Linked DNA regions of Zea mays: region 2 is linked to region 1. A link is a contact called in public Hi-C data. All regions are on one chromosome and are shown on one strand. Each heading gives the region's core, a stretch centred on a gene start, on an enhancer-like site or on the middle of the called end of the contact. The rest is flanking DNA. Distances are from core to core; before and after follow the strand shown.

Region 1 (2,700 bases), core at 188-2,687:
CAAGCATAAAATTACCATCCCACCATAAAAATATCACTACAGCTGAGCCACAAAAACTACAACTATGAATCAATTTCAGGAAAGTGTAGATCCAAACTTAAAACAAAAAATTCGTACAAAGGCATCTCTATATTGTATCTTCACTCAATATCTACTCATGTGGAGTCTATAAAAAATTGTACTTTGGATTATCTATACAAAAAATTTGTACAAAGGCATATCATATTGTATCTTCACTCAATATCTACTCATGTGGAGTCTATAAAAAAATTGTACTTTGGGTTATCTATAAATGAGTTATAGATTTTAAAACTATTTAACAAACATAAACCTAGATAAATATATAACTCAGTCATATATGATGAGCACGAAAGTTTTACTATAGCTCAAACATGCATTGTTTCACCCACACCCTAAAAATTTCACTACAATCATATCATAGAAAACACAACTATGAATTAATTATAAAAAACATATATAAACAAAAACTTGTTTATTAAAGTATAACTAGTCAGTCACCTGTGTATTGTCATGGTTTTTATATATCATATGAGCAGACTTTGTTTTAATAAAACACAAAAATATGTGTTCTATTGGTTAGGTGAGTGTGAATGTGTAGCTAATAGCTAAGATTCAAACCTCGAATTTATGCATAATTTACTTTATTTTTGCATTGAGCGGGAAGGAGATCCGTGACGCAGGACGACCGTTGAAACTGGTGTTTTATATAGTAGAGATAAGTTTTACGCGCAAGGCTTTCAATGCATGGTGGAAACTGGTGATCTAAGTAGAGATAAGTGTAAGGGTTCTTTTGCAAAATCAACAATCGTAAGAACCGTTGAACCATGTAAACTAGTATTTTAATATTGAAGACATATGTCATATGTTCATTATGCATATTCTACTCGGTAAGGCTAACATAATTAATTTTTCCATTTTATTTCTGTGATATATTATGATTTTTATAAATTCTGACAAACCAAACATAAAAGAAGAAGAAAAACCACTGAGAGAAACATCCACGATTTTGATAGATGAGAGAAGAACTATTTTTGGTCTTATAATTTCTAGTATCTTGGATCCTTTGGAAGCATCACAATGCTTGTGTTTTTATGAGGTTTTTCCTAATATTTCCAAGCTCTTTTTAGACCTTAAAGGTGAGGCTAGTTTATAATGTATGGCTGGTGAGGTGAAGGTGTTGGAGTTGTAGCCTTTTTAGAGTTTTTGGGTTTTGGTGTCTGTTTGTGCCTGCCTTGGTGCAGTTTGTACTTACTTATTTTTAGGCTTCTTTTCTTTTTAATATAATGATTTACATCTCTGTTTGAGAAAAAAAACTTAGAAAAACTGACTTTTTTGGATAGTTGAGAAACACAAAATAAACTTTTTTTTTGTTACCCCCTCCCTCCTCCGCTCCTCGTGCGGTCTGCCGGCCTTGCACGTTGCGTCCCAGCGCCCTAGGTTGGGCCATCGAGACGTTATTGGGCTGCAAAAAAAAAATATTGAGCTGGGCCGCTGGTGCGTACTGGCACCGGGGTTGTCCGGCGGAGCTCCCACTCCGCCACCGCCGCCTCCCGTTTGTTCTCAAGATTCTCTCCCGCCACCGCTCCGAGTCCCAACCTCCATCGACGGGGAGGCGTCCTCCATCCGGGCCGGTTAGATTCATCGCTTTGTAGCTGGTCCTCGTCGTTTCCCTCTGCTGTGGTGGGAGAAGCGACTCGCGCGCGCGATCGGCCAACAAATTAAGCACGGGGCAGGGCCGTACGCAGGAGGCGAGCTCTAGGGCTCTCCGGGGAGAAGGTTGCCAGGCACGCCAGGTGAACGCCGTACTGAGTTTGCAGTCCGGGACGTAGCGCGTTCTCTGGTCGGGAGGTGGGGAAGCGGAGAGCGATGGCTGCGCCGAGGAAGGGGACGGCGACGCCACTGGGCGCCGTATTCTCGCCAGAGGAGACGAAGAGGGCCGTGGCGAGGGTGGCCGAGTCCATCGCTGGCCGCCGCGCCGAGCTCGGGCACCTACTGGGCTTCGTCGCCGACAACGCGGCCCTCGTCTCCCTCGTCAACAGGCTCCCAGTCGAACTCTCCCACGAAATCATGGTCCTTACCTTCTATACCTCAAGTATGAACTAGCAGCTATCTGTGTCTTCTTCTACAAAAATGGTACTTCACCTGCTATTTTCAATTTCCTCATTTTTTGGTGACTGAAGTCCGTGGGGAATAATTGGTATTTTGCCACTCAGATCATTGCCTCCTTAATTTTCTGTCTATGATTAGTGAGTCCATTTGTGTCTATGATTTGTAGGTCTGATGACAAATTTTCGAGACCCACTAACAATAATGGCAAAATAGCAAATCTCTCAGTTTGGTAGCACGAAAACTGAAGTATGTACCTAGTTACTGGTACTAGTAATTTGTCTCTTGTCGTCCGCTTTTAGGCTGTCTTTAGTGGATCGTGTAAAATAGGGGGCACGACATTGAGTGAAGCTTGAAATATGGGATGAGATAGGAGAGTTGCTGGAGACAGCCTTAGGCATTGGGCGTATTGTAGCTATACATAATAACTAATTAGTTCAATGACTAGATTTACATTCTCAATTGATTTCAGAGCTTGAGGGGATTCCTTTTGTTGTTCTGTAGGGAAATATAGATCTCTTAATTTCAACCTTGTGTGCTTTACTGCTTTAAATATTTTTCAACAAGATTTTT
Region 2 (2,726 bases), core at 73-2,572, 220 kb before region 1:
GAAGATGGTGTAGATCTGATGCCCTAACCAAAATCATCATTGAGATTCAATATGTAACACATGCAAATTCATTTATGGTGATGGCTTAACAATTTTCTCCAAGTTTAGCAAGACATAGAAAAGCACAAGTACGCCAACAAGATCATTCCTGAAATACCAAATACAACAAGTTTATCCCCTAATGCTTGACATGATTACTGAAATGCATACTTGTTCTTATCTTTAGAGTATCATATCAAACAATAAAAATATTTTCCGTTTTTACAAGCCTTGTACTCATTTCCAAATGCATAGTTGGTTCCACTTAAAATTTAATGTACAACGGCATAAGAAGCAGGCAAAGGTTGTTGCGAAATGGATAGGGCTTGTTGCTAGGGCGACAGCTGCGAGAACGATGTTGTGCGAACATATAGGATAGAGATGAGATATGATCTAGGACTGCGGGTTGATTTTGAAGAAATACAAGGAGTTCTTTGTAAAAAAAATTACGCGGAACGACCATTAAAACTGATGCTTTAATATAGTAGAGATAGAGATTATCGTCGTCATTGATGTATGAGCTAAACCTGCATTACAACCACATAAGCTTCATACAGTATACTCTCCAAACGTTCATTAGACCACACACTGCAACAGCACAGTGCAGAGAGACGAACGGATCTGGAGCCACCAGAGCAAACCGCGGGCACAGCTGCAGCGCTAGTAGCCAACGCCAACGCCAACCGTATGCGACGACGACGGCGAGGGCTGGGCCCCTCTGGCGTGCTGGCGAGGGAATGAGCAGGCAACATGGGCACGACGACCGGCCGATGGTTTTGGGTTGGGTGAATGCCCGGCGACGGAAGCTATGAAATGAAAGGGAACCTTGCGGGAATAAATAAGCGGAAAGGCGAGCGGCACCCCCCCAGGCTTCCCGTGACGGCCCTAAACCCATTTTGACCCCTCCCCATCCCTCCTCCAGCAAAGTAGAAAGGGCGATTGATTAATTCTTGCTAGCTAGCACCCCCATCTAATCGACCGACGTACAAGGACGCCTCACCAATCGCCGCCGGCCAGCCAGCCAGCCAGGTCGCCGGCTTCCCTCCTCGCCATGCAACCGGCCATGGCTGGATCTCATTGAAACCGAACCGAGTAGATCTTGGTGGTGCTCAGTGTCTGGCTGGAACAAGCGCCGGCTCCGTTGGAGAGAGTTGCACGGGCACAGCACAGTATACACACATCATGTCTTGGTCGTGAAAACCAAGGGTGAGAGTGAATGTGGGGCGTCCCATGCCATACTGGATGCAGATAGGCAGGCAGGCGGCGCCGGCGGTATGTTTCTGCATGTGGCGTCCGTGCAAGGACAAGTCTGGGCTGGGTTCTGTTCCGCTGCGTGTTTGGTAACGACGGCATGTGACGAACTCGAAAGGGACGGGCGGCGCCAACAGCGTACCTGCGGCTCGCGTTACTTTACTTCAGGTCAAGGTGTGAGATGATGAGGAATCGCCTGTGGCCTGTGGGTGGCGATGAGGAATCGGCTCCAAATCCGCTTGTAACGTGTGACCTACCTGATCGTGATCAATCAGCAGGCCAGGCGCAAACATGTCAGGGAACAAACGAGGCTGCAGGTGTATGTACGTGCGAACAAATGTCTCGTACAGACAGCAGAACTAACCTTGTAGTGTGGCCGTCCTTCCAACTGCAAGGGAAGGGAGTAGCACAGGAGCGGAGGGCCATGCAAATGTCACATCTTCTGCTTGACTTGACATGATGAAGACCAGCCATAAAACAGAGATGATGCTGGATCGAAGGGTGATGGTTTTTAAGATCTTATAGAAAACTCCAGAACCATTTGCACAGAACTCATACTACCCAGAGATACACAAAAACCATTTCGTTCATCCGTTGCAGGAACACACACGTTCCCTGGTGCGGAGAGGTTGGGCTCGACAGCAGAGAACAAACAAGGTGGGATAATCACAAAATTCACAATTGCTGGAAGTGGGGTCGTCGTTGCCATCGTTTCTCTTGCCAAAGCAGAGCTATTACACATTTCACAAAGCTATTTTAATAACAACAGATGAATGGCTTGCACATGCACTACACAAACTCATCGGAAGTCCATCGGTCACACCCCAAGATCGGAGCACAATCCTGTGACTGTGATACCTGATGATGCAAAGGGCCGAGACCTGCTGGGAAATGGAGTTCCCGTTTCTCCAAAACTGGGATGATACACGAAGCATAGACAGCCGTGGAAAATTCTTACTGATTCTCCATCGCCAAAGAAGCTTGATCTATATCTGCTCGCGAGCCCTCCCACAGTTGCTGCTCTATGCCCAATTTCCTCAGCTCTGTTAGACCTCTCTCCACTGCAGTCATAAAATTGACAGAACCGCAGTCAAGGCAATGTAAAATATGCCGCCTTGGATCAGAACAGCTGATCTGATGCAAAAAGGCAAGAAAAAACTAACAAATAGACAGCATGTATAGAAGGCCATATTTTGCATAGCAATGTTTAGCTAGTTCATGCATAAACACATCTAAAACAATATTTTTGTTTCCTACAAAAGTGGCTTGCACTTCCAACAGCAACAAGACTGCCCGGTCATTCTTTGGGGTGAAATGCTCAAAAGGAACTGCAGACTTAAGTCCACTCATAATCATGCGCCACAAAAGTTCAAAAGAAAGGAGATTTAAGTCCATCCTATGAGCATTTCAGTAAATTAAACAGCAATACCTGCCAA

The links. Hi-C and Micro-C count contacts between places; a contact is called where the count stands out from the background.
Region 2: a contact with region 1 is called in a Hi-C map of tassel, with 4 times the contacts expected there. The contact joins the enhancer-like site here to the promoter of LOC103650814 in region 1. A contact is called at or near these places in 7 of 25 Hi-C or Micro-C datasets (ear, leaf, root tip and 2 more) and 1 of 3 datasets of contacts at active chromatin or transcription factors (leaf).

What each region holds. Positions count from the first base shown.
Region 1 is chr3:158,361,467-158,364,166 of Zm-B73-REFERENCE-NAM-5.0, reverse strand. It overlaps LOC103650814 (unconventional prefoldin RPB5 interactor), which reads left to right and starts at 1,437. Exons shown (of 11, transcript XM_008676390.4): 1 at 1,437-2,091. The coding sequence starts at 1,888.
Region 2 is chr3:158,579,442-158,582,167 of Zm-B73-REFERENCE-NAM-5.0, reverse strand. It overlaps LOC100192760 (myosin heavy chain), which reads right to left. Exons shown (of 17, transcript NM_001309857.1): 17 at 1,813-2,351. The coding sequence ends at 2,245. Among protein-coding and RNA genes, the nearest start is that of LOC100192760, 12 kb to the right of the region's middle. Within about 2 kb of position 1,322, at least 19 of the 20 cell types and tissues checked have an H3K27ac peak or open chromatin away from gene starts, as enhancers often do. A contact at or near this core is called in ear, leaf, root tip and 1 more, where this site is marked.